3 separate regions of the Mus musculus genome follow, and all the other regions are linked to region 2. Evidence: chromatin contacts called from public HiChIP or PLAC-seq data. All regions are on one chromosome and are shown on one strand. The core of a region is the stretch at or near the end of the contact, and the rest is flanking DNA. Distances in the headings are between cores, read along the strand shown.

Region 1 (4,763 bases), core at 568-3,067, 280 kb before region 2:
TTGCGCTCTGGCTCCTAAAGATGTAAGCAATAGAGCTCTTGCTCTCTTGCTCTCTGGCTCCTGAAGATGTAAGCAATAAAGCTTTGCCGCAGAAGATTCCGGTTTGTTGCGTTCTTCCTGGCCGGTCGCGAGAACGCGTGTAAGACCCCAAACCATCCAGCATCCATGGAAGAACTTCCTGGAGTTCTCAGCATTATCACCCTGCCTGAGTCTTCTAAGTCTTACCCACCAGGATGCTCCTGCAGAAAGGAGGTCAGGCCTTGCAAAGGGCCACCTGGGGCTTAAGTCGACTGTGGACTTCTTCATCAGTATATTTAGTATGCATGCATGTGCACTCTCACATGATATATTTAACTTGTGTTCTTGTCCATGTGTGTCCTTGTGCACATGCACATGTGTGCTCAACTTTATATGTGCATTGTTCACATCTACACATGTACAAATGTCAATTCACAGATGCTGAACACCTGGACTTTTAGACACAGGCATCCGAAAGGCCATTGAACTTGAAATGCACCTGGCACACGCCTTTAACCAGGAGGAAGAGGAGGGGATGGGTCTTAGTGAGTTCTGGGCCAGCCTGGTCTACAGAGTGAGTTACAGGATAGTCAGAGCTCAATATAGAAACACTGTCTCAAAAAAAAAACATGAAAAAAGGGAAGTGTATATGTCTCCATCTTCAAGTGCTGAGTCTTCTCTGCACTCTGGGGAATAAACTCAGATCTCACATGGGAAGCAGGCACTGTAAGCACAGAAAAGGTCATTATGCCAGCCTTCTTGTGCTTCTAAATCTCTCCCACTCTTGACTTGCAGCCCAGCCAACTCTCATTGAGGACCCGAGGACCAGGAACAGCAAGGTGTCTATGCGACTTCTTCCAGGGACCTTTCCCTGGGCAGCCCAAGTATGAATGGTATTTTGTTCCTTTATTATGGCGTGCATAGAAAAAAGGAAGGACAGGGTGTTGCTACAGAGCGGCCAGAAGGGGGCAGGATAACATCAGTTTATAACTACTGCAGAGCCAAAAGATTGGAACTTGAGAGGGGTGCCCTCTGATGGTTGGCTTCCCAGTCCGCCCTAGCTAAGAACTGCCTAGTCCTACCACTTGAACTTTCTGAAACAAAGAGGAGCTAGCCGCTAGCCTGCTTGCCTGTAATTCCGATGGACTCTAGCTCACCTCAGACTAAAAATGGATCAAAGCAATCTCTATGTCTTTCTCTCCTGTCCTCCTCAGACATCTCCAGAGAGCTGGGATATTTTTCTTTCCCATTTGAGATTATGAAGTTGTTTCTAGAGTGCATGACACAGGTTGAAGGATAAGTACACAGGTCCCAAGGAACCAAGCGTTTTCACTGACAGTGATGAGTCTTGTTCGTGAGATTGTTGTGATTCTCAGCCTTTCTCTTCCCCTGTGTGTGCTCTTCATTTTCTGGTTCTGTCTGCCTAGCACCTCCTGGGGAAGCTGCTGTGCTTTTCCAGAGAAGGCTTCTGTTAATCAGAGTGCAAAGGGACCACAAGCTCTACGCAGGCAAGGACTTCATCCAAGACTGTCACTGGTCTCTAACTGGTATGTCCTGTATGGATAAAGACAAACCAACCCTGGAGGGGGAAGCTGATCCTGGAACAGGGTGGAAATTGAGAAAGGGGCTGAACTTATGGGAGTGGCGTTCAAGGGGAACTTAGAAGCACTAGGAAGGGGACTGGGATTTCCTGCTGAGCCATGGCTCCCTGGCTATTCGTCACTTTTTTCACCCAAACACGAGTGGATGCTGGCCTGAACTTCCACTGTCCAAAGCCAAGGATAGGCTCCGCCCCACGCTGGTTAGGTAGCAGCCCATGAAGTTGAGCTCCAGACAAAGAGTGTGGCAGGCTGGGAAGCGCTGTGTGCGTGCTGACCGGGGCCTCCTGGGGCTTTTGTCCCGCCCTGGCCCCGCAGCTAGCCCGGTTGCAGTTACCGGGTTCGGTGATGCTCCTAAACGCACGCTGTGAGTTCGTGCTGTGGCAACTGAAGGAGGAGCTGGGCTCGCAGCAGCCGGGCCTGCACCCGCTCCACACACCACTCTGGCAGCTGCGGGCACCGAGGCCGGCATGCAGCGGTTGCCTCTGAGCGCGATGCTGAGCTCCCGAGGCCCGAGGGGCTGCAGCGCCTGCTGCTCATCAACAACGCAGGTGAGACTCCGGTCCAGACCCCGGCTGCGAGCTCTCACCTCATCGCCTTTTGGGTAAGAGGAGGGCAAGTTCGCAAAAGTCCAAAGTCCAAGAGGGTGTACCAGTGTCACTGATGAGTGACAGTGCCTCCTGGCGGGTGTGTGAGTCAAGACTTTTTGAACAAATCTCTCTGCTTTACTAAAGAGCATTCAGGAGTAGTCTTAGCTTGCATTAGGGGTGTCTGCAGAGCTGGGGCAGAGGGATAGCAAACGCCTATGGGGAGGAACTGAGGAAGGCTGAGGAAGAAGAGCGCCCCAGTTGTGCCATTTCTTTGGTCCTGTTTTTTTTTTGTTGTTGTTGTTTGTTTTTGTTTTTGTTTTTCAGCCACTCTTGGGGATGTTTCCAAAGGCTTCCTCAACGTGAATGACCTAGCTGAGGTGAACAACTACTGGGCTCTGAACCTGACCTCCATGTTCTGTTTGACCTCCGGCACCTTGAATGCCTTCCGGGATAGCCCTGGCCTGAGCAAGACTGTGGTTAACATCTCATCTCTGTGTGCCCTGCAGCCCTACAAGGGCTGGGGTCTGTACTGTGCGGGGAAGGCTGCCCGAGACATGCTCTACCAGGTCCTGGCTGCTGAGGAACTGAGTGTGCGGGTGCTGAGCTATGCTCCAGGTAGGTGGGTGCTCCTGACAGTGCTGTCCCTAGACTTAGCTGGTACCTTTCTGCCACACCACCTCCAATAGGATCTGTGTGACAAGTGCCACAGAGTGAGGAGATTGACCTCAAAATGGGGAGGCCTCCTGGAAGCCATTATGGAACTCTTTGCCGGAGAAAAAATTATTGAGCTGTAGTTCTCATGGTGATCTATCTGTTTTGTTTTTTCTTATTCCTTTTCTTATTTACATGTTCTGATAGCCTAGACCAAGATCTTAAGTGAGAATAATGGGTCAGAAACCATCCCTAGAGATAAGGTCACTACAGGACCTTATCCCCAGGGAAGCCAACACTTTACTTTGTAAATCATTTACAAAACTATGATGATAGATAAAAACTTTCCCAACAGCCGGGCGTGGTGGGGCATGCCTTTAATCCCAGCACTCAGGAGGCAGAGGGAGGCAGATTTCTGAGTTCGAGGCCAGCCTGGTCTACAAAGTGAGTTCCAGGACAGCCAGGGCTATACAGAGAAACCCTGTCTCAAAAAGAAACAACAACAACAACAACAACAAAAAAACCCCAACTTTCCCAACAGTAAAATTTCATATGTGTGTCATCAGAGGTGGGTTTTGGTATATGGTAAAGAAAGCCTTAATTAGAAAAAAATTAAAATAGTTTAAATTTACGTGTTGAAGATTTTTTTAAAAATGAGGCATTAGATGTTAAATAATAATTGACCATGGGGCTGGAGGGTTAGCTCAGCAGTTAAGAGCACTGACCATTAAAAATTTATTAACCTGCTCCTGGAAATATGCCACAAGCCTTGGACGACAGCCCCCACTGAATACATCCCTTTAGAACTGTTATATTTTGATGATTTATAATGATATTACCTGTTCTGTTTGTGATTCACTGAATACATAGTTTCAGAGTTGTAATGCTTGGATGATTTTTGTGCTTTATTGTGCTAAATGATTTTTGTTGATATTTGTGATTGTCTCACTGGATATAGTTTCGAAGCGATGTAATGTTTGGTTTTTTTTTTTTAATGTATAAAATCCCCTGCTCGAGAGCTGCAAAATACACCCAGAATCAAACTGCCTCTGTGTTTGTTTCTGTTTGTCACCACCGAATCCTTACCCACCCAGCTTCAAGGACCCTCATTCCAGGGACACCCATACACGACTGGGGTGGTCCATGGCACCTTTCTGGGGGCTGGGCAAGGAGGGGGAACCTGATCTATATTCTCAGTAAAGAATCCAAAAACTATTGGGCCCCTAACACCTCTGGTAATGACTCCTCACTTCGTAAGAAAAATACAGACTCCCAAGAAGTTGGAGCAGTCAGGGGCCGAGGTACTCAGCCTCAGGAGTTGTCCGATTAGCAGGTGGGATAAACATCCAGACACATAAAATGCATTAAGACTAAAACTAAAAAGACAAAATGCCTTTATATGTTCAGCTGTCTGCTTTTGTCCCTCAAGGGACACATACTGTTCCTCCATGTGTGCCCGACACCCAATAAAGCTGTATGGAGGATGGACACATGGAATGTTCAAAGACAAGCAAAGAGATAGTGGTGAGCACCTCAGGCTGAGCCGTGCTGGACGCTGAGTGGAATGCAGAGGGTGCTAGCATGGAGAAGACAGGGCCGCTGTTCTTATGGACATTTAGGGTACGAGGACTTCTGAGACCTTGTCTTGTCCCTCTAGCCTATTAAGATGCCACTGTGCCTTTCTTCTAAACTTGTGATTTCTGCTTAAAAGGTAGCAACATGTAATAGAATGAGCAGCTAAGGGGTGAGATCCAATTGTCTGTACCTCTTTGGACTAGGACAGGATTCTGGAGACACAGGCAAAATGGTCTGTCTAACGCTGGAGGGAGGCAGGACCAGGATCCAAGTTTGCCTCTAACTTCTTGATCTATACTATGTTTCCTCATCTCATGTAGCACCTGCCCTA
Region 2 (4,507 bases), core at 20-2,519:
CCAAGAGAGAACTTGTCTTAAAAAAAAAAAGACAAAAACTCAATCACTTACTAAACAATTACTAAGTTATCTCCCCCACCCCCTAAAGTCACTATGAAACGATAGCAGAGCAGACACAGGTCCCCTGTCAACTGGAATAGTCAACTGGGACACAAAACAATAAAAGGTATAGTAGTCAGGTCTAGTTGCAGAAATAGACCTGTCCTCTCTCCCAGCCTCGTGTACATTCATTTTTTGTGTCTACTTAAGGGGTCCTCATATGTGAGGTCCATTTATTACTGCTCCATAAACCACACTCTGCAATGTCAAGAAAGTCCCCAACTACTCTGAGGCACTGATCCAACCTAGTTATTTATAGAAAAAGGAAATCATTTTTTCTTCTTTTTCTTTTTTAACTTTATGCATGTGATTGATTTGCCTTTATGTATCTATGTGCCTGCCTGGTGCCTGAGGAGGTTGGAAGAGGGGTCATCAGAGCCCCCAGAACTGGAGTTACAGATAGTTGGAAACCAGTATTGGAAACCAAACCAGGATCCTCGGCTAGAGTATCACGTGCATTTCTCTTTCAGACAGGTTTCATGTACTCACTACGTAGTTGAGGGTTGACCTTGAACTTCTGGTCCTCCCTGCCCTCACCTCCTGAATGCAGAGGTTATAGGCATAGTCGGAATGCTGGTTTTAAGCAGTGTTGTGGCTCAAAGTTCTGCACTCATGTGTTCAAAGCAAATCTCTCCCAAACATAGAATAAAAATGTTGCCACCAGAGGGAGGGAAAAATTTTAAACCGAGTGAGCCCAGCATCCAACCAGGATGGAGGGTCAAAGCAAAAATAAGACAGTCTTCTCTGGGTCTAAAAACTTTGTTCGGTGTTGGAGGTAATGACGAGGGGCTGCTTAAGCAGGAAGAGGGCTGCAAACTTTTGGCCAGCCTGGGATACATAGTGAGACCCTGTCTCAAACACCAGACAGTGGGAAGAGCAACTATGGACACTTAAGAACACAGCTAGGATAGGCTGGAGGGTGGGGGGTGGGGAGTAGGGGGTCTTCCCCTGAGCTACTCCATCAGCCGTCATTCATGCTGTCCATCCGACATAAGCTACCGAGTCAGACACAGTCTACCAGAAGTCCAAGCACAAAGTCAGGCCAGGTTCCACCCAATCAAGCAACCAAGACACCAAAAGCCTTGAATTGCTAGCCACGTCCCAGGGCGGGGTAAGGTGGGGAAGGGAGCGCTCGCTGGCTCTGTGGGCGGGGCCTCCCGGGACGGGGTCAAGGGTCAGAAGGCAGAGGCGTGCCCAAGATGGCGGCCTCCATGTGCGACGTGTTCTCCTTCTGCGTGGGCGTGGCGGACCGTGCCCGGGGTTCCGTGGAAGTCCGTTATGTGGACAGCATCAAGGTGAGGCCAGGTCGGACCGGGCCCGGAGAGCCACGCGGGGGAACCCACGCTCACATTCTGGAGTCCGGGCCCCTCGGCGCCAGTCTGGTTGCTGCTTGGGCCCGGGGTGCAGAGTCGGTCCTCGTGCCCAGGCTCGTGGCGATATCGCGCGGGGGGAGGGAGGAAAGCCCGGTCCACTGGCGGGTGGCCGTGCTGCTGCTGTCCTGGGTGGAGTTGAGGCTCTGGGTAGACCTGGGGTTGAGGGATATCCTGGGCCAGATTAAAGCCAAGGCTATCTTGGTTAGGCTGGGGCTTAGTTAGCTACTATTCTGGCGGTAGTGAGGGGAGTACTTAGCCGAGGGAACGGAGGTATGAAGCAGACTGGGCTCCCCAGCGACCCTTCTGACTAAGGTATGGGTGGAGACTTGGAAAGAGAGCTAGGGAACTTGGACCAGAACCTACACACCGAGCACTTCTCCTGAAGGGTTTTAAGCAAGAGAATGACATGATTTCGTGATTCGTATTATGGTTCTTTTTTGTTGCTTCTGTTGTTGTGCTTTTTGTTTTTGTTTTGTTTTGAGACGGGGTCTCATTTTGTAACTCCAGCAGTCCTAGAACTCACTATGTAAACCAGGCTGCTCTGCCTCACCAGTGCTGAGATTAAAGACTTGTGCCAGTATGATCGGCTCTATTAATCGTGTTTTATTCCCTGTAGAATAGAAAATTCACATAAGTAAAGGCAAAAAAAAAAAAAAAAAACACTCCAAATTGTTCTTGAGGCTGGACTTGAACTCATCTACCAACACCCAAGTGCTGGTTAATGGGCCTTGTGGCTGAAACACCCCACCTCCATCCCACGTTTTCTTTTAATACATGTTTTCAGTACATCTTTAGTATCAGCGGTCCCATTTCTACTTGGTTAAAGAGTTGATTGATAGCCGGGCGTGGTGGTGCACGCCTTTAATCCCAGCATTTGGGAGGCAGAGGCAGGCGGATTTGAGTTCAAGGCCAGCCTGGTCTAAAAACCTACAAACCCAAGGAGTTGATCAATAAGAGTTTTGGGGTGGGGGGCGCACTTCACTCAACCAAATCCTTCTGTATGGCTCCTTTATGTTGTATCTTCTCAGTCCTGAGAGCAAAGGTCTCTGCTGGCTTCGCTGCAGACAGGCTTTTGTTCTCTCTGGCACTGTTTTCTCACTAGGTGCCTTTGCCAGTTGATATATGCAAAATGCTATGGTTTTGACTTCATTTGCATTCCCCTGGGTAAAAGTCAGGTTAAATAATCATAATAACAACATGCATATCCTTGGTCCTTGACCCAAGATGTTGTCATTTGCTGTCAGCATCTCCATATCTGTCCAGGTTCCCATTTTAAGTTTCTCTTATCTTTCTGTTCCATAGGCATTGAGAGCAAGTACTCCTATCTGCCCATGGGTAGGAAGCTAGCTTGCTGGTCTCCTTTGTGTCCTTAGCTGCTCACATCCCCATTACCACCCAGAGCTGGTCCATCTGGGGGCCATCTGAGGTGTCTCAGATCAGTAATCCCTTTCATCACTTTTTTAGTCACCGTACTCCTCCCCTACCTTGGCCCAAACTCCCTTCTTCACTTCCTCCTCATTTTTTACTTCCACCAGTCCCTTTGCCCAGTTCTGTCCTAGCCCTCTCTCAAGACCCCAGCTAGTGACTAGTCCTAGTGACCCTGGCCTGTATTCCAACAACTCAGGAGACTGAGGTAAGAGGACTCTTGTGAGTTCCAGGCTAGCCTGGGGTACAGAGTAAAATCCTGTCTCAAAAACAAACCAACCAACTCCAGCTGGTCACAGTCCTCTGCCTGTCCCTAATATTCTGCTAGGAGAATCACTTTCCCATGTGGACGTAGAGCCAGGTGGCTTACCGAGGGCTGTGGCAGCTACAGTCATCTTTGGTTTGTAGTTTTTCTTTCCTTTTGTGCTGTCTTCCTCAGGTTACCATAGAACACTCATGCCTGGCTTAGAGTGAAATGAGAAGTACTCATTCTTTGAGTGTTTTAGAGAACTATCGCCTGAAGTGTGATGTGAGGCAAGAGGGAGGGTAACTTCCGGCACTCTGGTCTGCTTTTTTTTTGTTGTTTTGTTTTTTTTTTTTGTTATTTTTCGAGACAGGGTTTCTCTGTATAGCCCTGGCTGTCCTGGAACTCACTCTGTAGACCAGGCTGGCCTTGAACTCAAAAATCCGCCTGCCCCTGCTTCCTGAGTGCTGGGATCAAAGGTGTGCGCCACCACTGCCCCACTCTGTTCTGCTTCTGTGGATGTTAGAAGGGATGATTTTTAGATATCTGTGAAGTGTTATGCCAGGGACCAATCAGTGGAGGATGGAATCTAATGAGGCCTAGTCGGTGCCAGTTGGAATGTTATACTTCTGTACACTAGCTAAAGCCCAGCATGGCTCACTAATTTGGGCTTGCTTTTAAATTATTTTGATAATTGTATTTGTCAAAACAGTTATTAATAGAAGCTCATGCACTTTAAAGTATTGTCACTTGTGTGTATGATATGTGTGTCTCTGGACAGGGATGCGTGTTTGTGCCACATCATACATGTGGAGCTCAGAGGACAACTTCTAGAAGCCGGTTCTCTGTTCTCAAAGTGAGATCTGGAGATGGAACTCAGATCATCAGACTTGATGCAGAAAGCATTTCACCCACTGAGCCATCTGGCTGGTCTAATAAAGACTGCTAACTATACTGTACTGTCTAAGAGTTTTGTATATTCCCCTAAAGTTTGTCTTCCCTCCCTTTCTCCCTTCTCTGTCTTTTTCTTCCTTCTACTGTGAAACTTATTATATCAGCAGTTCTCAGCCTATGTGTCACCTTTGGGGGTGGAATGACCTTTTCACAGGGGTCACCTAAGACCATGGGAAAATCCAGATACTTACTTTACAATATAAAGGTAGCAAAATTATAGTTAAGAAGTAGCAACAAAAATAATTTTATGGCTGGGGGTCCCCGCTGGGGGTCCCCACAACATAAGGAACTGTATTAAGGGTTCGCAGTATTAGGAATATTGAGAACCACTACATTATGTAGCTCAGGTTAGCCTTGAACTTAAGGTAGTCAGTCCTCTTGCATCAGCCTCCCGGATTCTGAGACAACCGGT
Region 3 (4,693 bases), core at 1,513-4,012, 480 kb after region 2:
CTTTTACCCTACCCAAAGAACCCAAATTTTGCTTCAAAAACAAAACTAGGCAGATTGATAAATAATGGGGGGGGCCTCTTTAGTTTTGTATAATTCTTTGATGTGGTGACACAAACTATCTATGTGTATATATGTGTGTGTGTGTGTATCTTGTATTCTATAAAATTTCTAAAACACAGCAGTTAGGAAGTACTTTGAAAACTGCTTTTCTCCAAATCAGAACTGTTCATGTTACTAATTTTTCCTAGGCGGGCGTGTGTTCATGTGCTGCTAACTCTCAATTCTCTTTAAGCAATGATAATTCAACATGCTCTAACAGGGCACACTCTGAGCAATGCTTCCTAATGATTAAAAGGCATTGCCTATTAGGATTTTAAAACATAAGTAGATAATTAGATTTAAAAGCATCTACAGACAACTGCTTATTTGTAATTTATAGAATTCTCATTACTATCGTGTGTGCCATGGCTTGAGTGGAGGTCAGAAGGCAAGCTCTCGCAGTTGGTTCTCGCCTTCCTCCTCAGGTGGGTTCCCGGGATTCATTCAGGTCTCAGGCTTGCTGGGCTACCTTGATGGACTGCATACTTTAACACTAGCTTTCCTTAAATATTCACTCATTAGTTCTGTTTTGTGTTCTCCTTTAAGAATTATATGGCTGGAGAAGCTAGAGAAAGCACCCAAGGAGCTGAAGGGGTCTGCAACCCTATAGATGGAACAACAATATGAACTAACCAGTACCCCCCAGAGCTTGTGTCTCTAGCTGCATATGTAGCAGAAGATGGCCTAGTTGGCCATCACTGGGAAGAGAGGCCCCTTGGTATTACAAACTTTATATGCCCCAATACAGGGGAACACCAGGGCCAAGAAGTGGGAGTGGGTGGGTAGGGGAGCAGGGCAGGGGGAGGGTATAGGGGACTTTCGGGATAGCATTTGAAATCTATATAAAGAAAATATCTAATAAATAAAAAATAATAAATAAATAAATAAGAGTTATATGGCTATTGCCTGCAGACATTCTGCAGAAATACAGCCTCTAATGGACATCCCCATTAGTGATTTAATGGAGATGCAAGGACGTCACCAACAGGATAAACAAAATGTAAAAAAAAAAAAATAGACAAGGTAGGCTCTAGGGTTTATTGGCATTAATTCCTTGACATGTGTCACTCATTCACGCCTTCAACACAGAATCAGATCGGTTGGGACAGATCCCATCACAGGGCTGAGAGATAAAATTAAACCACCACAACCAAACAATAGTATCTTCAGAGATGTGGAAAGGAGTCAGAATTAGAACCAAGTCACACTGCTTGTGTGAAATTCCAGCACTGGGGAAGCTGAAACAGAAAGGCTATAAGTGCAGGGCAGTCTAGCCCTGGTGAGTGAGACTGGACTCACTGTGGTGGACTTTCCAAAAGGAAAGCTGAGAAGTTACAGAGAAATGGTTTTATATGTGGCTACCTGACACTGTCTTCTAACTTTGGTTCAGACCTTTATTGTCTATATCTGTTTCAGAACAAAGCATATTTCAGAAATTCTCACTCCAAGACACAGCTGCTCCTGCTACATATGGTATGTTCTGATGTACATCTTTTTGTGCCAGAGAATTCTCTTACAAGAAAAGAAGTCATTCCGACAACCAACCAGGTGCACGGTGTCAGGATGTCATCTTTCATATGACACAGATCTCAGAGTTGCTACTGATAGTGAAGAATGATTGGGGACAGATAGGGACACTTTCATATTCTGGATTATGAAGACACACTTGTACTTCACACTGAGGAAAGGAAACGAAACGGACACCCTCTCATTTGTTTTGAATTAACCTCCCAGGTATCTCTGTAGGGGTGTAAGGTCGATTATCAGTAGAAATTAATTAGATTCTGAGTTCCAATGTGCCTGTGTCCAAACACCTGCAGACGAGGAGAAAGCCAAGAAAGTAAGAAGCAAACATCATATGAGAAGTGTCCTCATGTTGACCATCTGGCCAGAGAGGCAAAACAAAACGGAGCTCCAGGATTATTGGCTGTCTTTGCCTATGGCCCTATCTCCTCCTTATATATTCTGCTGGGTGAAGATGGCAGGGAATGCATGTCTGTAGGGTAATTAACCTACTATTTCAGACTGCAGGTTCTCTCTGGATAAACTAATTTTAAGATTCAAGCTCTTTATTCATTGGGTTCTCTTGACAGGTAGCAAGGACTAAAATCCGGACTCACTATCTTGGTGGCCACCCTTCCCCGTGAGCAGTACCCTGGTCTTGTATAATTCCCTGAGGCGGATGGCTTCTGGGGACTTGATCCCAGCGTCGCGTCCTCTGGTCTGCTCAAGAAATTTGCCTCTTTCCTCTGTCACAGCTGTGAAAGTCCACTTGTCTCTAGATCTCCAAGCACCGGAAGCGCTCCTTCAATGTAAGCCACAACCACGCCAGATCCCCGTTTCCACCCAAGAGCATACTCGGTAAACTGAGTCTGGAAAGCTCTGATAAATTGTGACTCCCATCCTGGTGAATATTTTTCTTTTTCACAGGAAAAGAGTGTTCAACACAGGCTAAGAACAGGGCTGACAACACCATACCTCAGCTTCTAGGCCCGACCAGTGGGGGCTTTTCCACCTCCGAAGCCGGGACAAATTAGAGTTAGTTCTCCTTGTCCTCCGCCAGCAGCTTCTAGCGGTACTAGGAGTCCGCTCCACTTCCATTTTAGAGCCAGGAGCACGCCCACCGGAAACTGGGCGCCTCGGCGCCCGCCCACCTATCAAACATTAAGCACTTCCGGAAGTAGAGAGCTAAGTTTCCTAGGGGACGATCTTCTGATGCGGGCGTAGGATGCAGGGTGAGTTCCGCCCTGTTGCTCTTTCCCTGCGGACAGTTTTGCGGGCGAAGTACGCGTGCCTTTGCCCGTGTTTGTCGCGAGCCCCGGTGGAGAGCGACATGGTCTCAGGAGCGCGGCTCGGGACGGAAGGCCGCTCGGCTGCGCGCGCCGGGGCGCCCCCTGCAGGCGATGCCCGAGGCTGAGGCTGGAGGAGCCGCGTGCGGACCGCACAGCCACAGCCAGGCCCAGCGCTGGGAGGGAGGCGCGGCGGAGAGCGGAGTCGCCTCCACCCCAGGCTTTACCCGGGCCAGCGAGCGGCCTTGGCAGGAGGGACCCAGGCAAGAAGCCCTGAGGGTAGTAGGGACGCCCTGTTGGAAAGCCTGACCAGCCTAAGCCGAGGGCAGGCCATGCCATCCGGGTTGGAGAGGAGTCAGGCAGGGTCCAGACTACATGCTGGTCCCAGTGACATAGTTAGTGCTTTAGCTTCAGCCTGACTTCCTCCTGAAGGACCCCGTGACCATTGGGATAGGCTAGAATTGCATTACTGGTGACAGGGCCCGGATGAGGACGCTGTTAAGGTGTTATTGATAAGAGGTGATGGCAGTGCTTGTGACAAGGATGAGTCAGGAGAGATGTGGATATAGAGTCAGAACGTGGACACTGGACGTGAGAAGCCTTAGACCACCTCCTGTTGCTAATACCACAGTACCTCATGGTGGGTGAGGTGTTTTGTTGTGTTTTCCTAGACAGGGTTTCTCTGTGTAGCCCTGGATGTCCTGAACTCATACTGTAGACCAGGCTGGCCTTAAACTCAGAGATCTGCCAGCGTCTGCCTCAAGCCAGGGAGCAGGTTAGGAGGCTAGGCAAACTTCATTTGTAATAGAATCGCTTTGGAGATAGAAGCCTTTATTTGATAATCATATAACTGGATTAACAAAATTTTGACCTGGGCAGCGGTGGCACACACCTTTAATCCCAGCACTTGGAAGGCAGAGCAAAACAAAACCCAAAAAACAAAATTTTGAGTTCAAAGGCCCCAATTGCCCCTGAGGTAAACTATTAACTTTATAGTGATATGAGCGGATTAATTATTTTTTATTTTTATCTCTTAGTACAAAGTCCTAGCCACCTTCTTAATTCCATACTTGGCCTCACCGTTTAATATCACACATCGGGAACTAAATGTCAACATGACTCTTTTTTTTTTTTTTTTTCAAAGAAAAAAATCACATGATCATTTTATTTGATGCTGAGAAAACATTTGACATAGTTCTTTTTTTTGTTTTTTTTTTATTAGATTTTTTTATATACATTTCAAATGCTATCCTGAAAGTTCCCTATACCCTCCCTCCGCCCTGCTCCCCTACCCACCCACTCCCGCTTCTTGGCCCTGGCATTCCCCTGTGATGGCTGACTAGGCCATCTTCTGCTACATATGCAGCTAGAGATATGAGCTCTGGCGGTACGGGTTAGTTCATATTGTTGTTCCACCTATAGGGTTGCAGACCCCTTCAGCTCCTTGAGTGCTTTCTCTAGCTTCTCCATTGGGAGCCCTGTGTTCCATCTTATAGATGACTGAGCATCCACTTCTGTATTTAACAGGCACTGGCATAGCCACATATGAGACATCTATAACAGGGTCCCTTCAGCAAAATCTTTCTGGCATATGCAATAGGGTCTGGGTTTGGTGGCTGATTATGGGATGGATCTCTGGGTGGGGTAGTCTCTGGATAGTCCATCTTTCCTCTTAGCTCCAAACTTTGTCTCTGTAACTCCTTTCATGGGTATTTTGTTCCCTATTCTAAGGAGGAATGAAATATCCACCCATTGGTCTTCCCTCTTCTTGATTTTCTTGTGTTTTGCAAATTGTATCTTGGGTG

What was found. HiChIP or PLAC-seq counts read pairs in DNA pulled down with a chosen protein or histone mark.
Region 1: a contact with region 2 is called in an H3K4me3 HiChIP or PLAC-seq map of bone marrow-derived macrophages, with 6 times the contacts expected there. The contact joins the enhancer-like site here to the promoter of Smyd5 in region 2. A contact is called at or near these places in 8 of 39 promoter capture datasets (the 3T3-L1 cell line, 3T3-L1-derived adipocytes, embryonic stem cells and 4 more), 1 of 15 datasets of contacts at CTCF or cohesin (the NIH/3T3 cell line), 1 of 484 Hi-C or Micro-C datasets (bone marrow-derived macrophages), 10 of 115 datasets of contacts at active chromatin or transcription factors (bone marrow-derived macrophages, embryonic basal ganglia, embryonic forebrain and 7 more) and 3 of 9 other capture datasets (adipose tissue, liver and macrophages).
Region 3: a contact with region 2 is called in an H3K27ac HiChIP or PLAC-seq map of trophoblast stem cells, with 3 times the contacts expected there. The contact joins the promoter of Tprkb here to the promoter of Smyd5 in region 2. A contact is called at or near these places in 8 of 39 promoter capture datasets (the 3T3-L1 cell line, 3T3-L1-derived adipocytes, cranial neural crest and 4 more), 1 of 484 Hi-C or Micro-C datasets (pre-pro-B cells), 9 of 115 datasets of contacts at active chromatin or transcription factors (the 230-238 cell line, bone marrow-derived macrophages, embryonic basal ganglia and 6 more) and 2 of 9 other capture datasets (adipose tissue and liver).

Annotation. Positions count from the first base shown.
Region 1 is chr6:85,153,149-85,157,911 of GRCm38.p6, forward strand. It overlaps the pseudogene Spr-ps1. Among named protein-coding and RNA genes, the nearest start is that of Gm33200, 10 kb to the right of the region's middle. Within about 2 kb of position 1,818, at least 77 of the 459 cell types and tissues checked have an H3K27ac peak or open chromatin away from gene starts, as enhancers often do. A contact at or near this core is called in adipose tissue, bone marrow-derived macrophages, embryonic forebrain and 3 more, where this site is marked.
Region 2 is chr6:85,430,707-85,435,213 of GRCm38.p6, forward strand. It overlaps Smyd5 (SET and MYND domain containing 5), which reads left to right and starts at 1,270. Exons shown (of 13, transcript NM_144918.2): 1 at 1,270-1,394. The coding sequence starts at 1,299.
Region 3 is chr6:85,912,957-85,917,649 of GRCm38.p6, forward strand. Tprkb (Tp53rk binding protein) reads left to right here and starts at 2,763. Exons shown (of 6, transcript NM_176842.3): 1 at 2,763-2,834. Nat8f1 (N-acetyltransferase 8 (GCN5-related) family member 1) reads right to left here and starts at 2,676. Exons shown (of 2, transcript NM_023160.3): 1 at 2,578-2,676.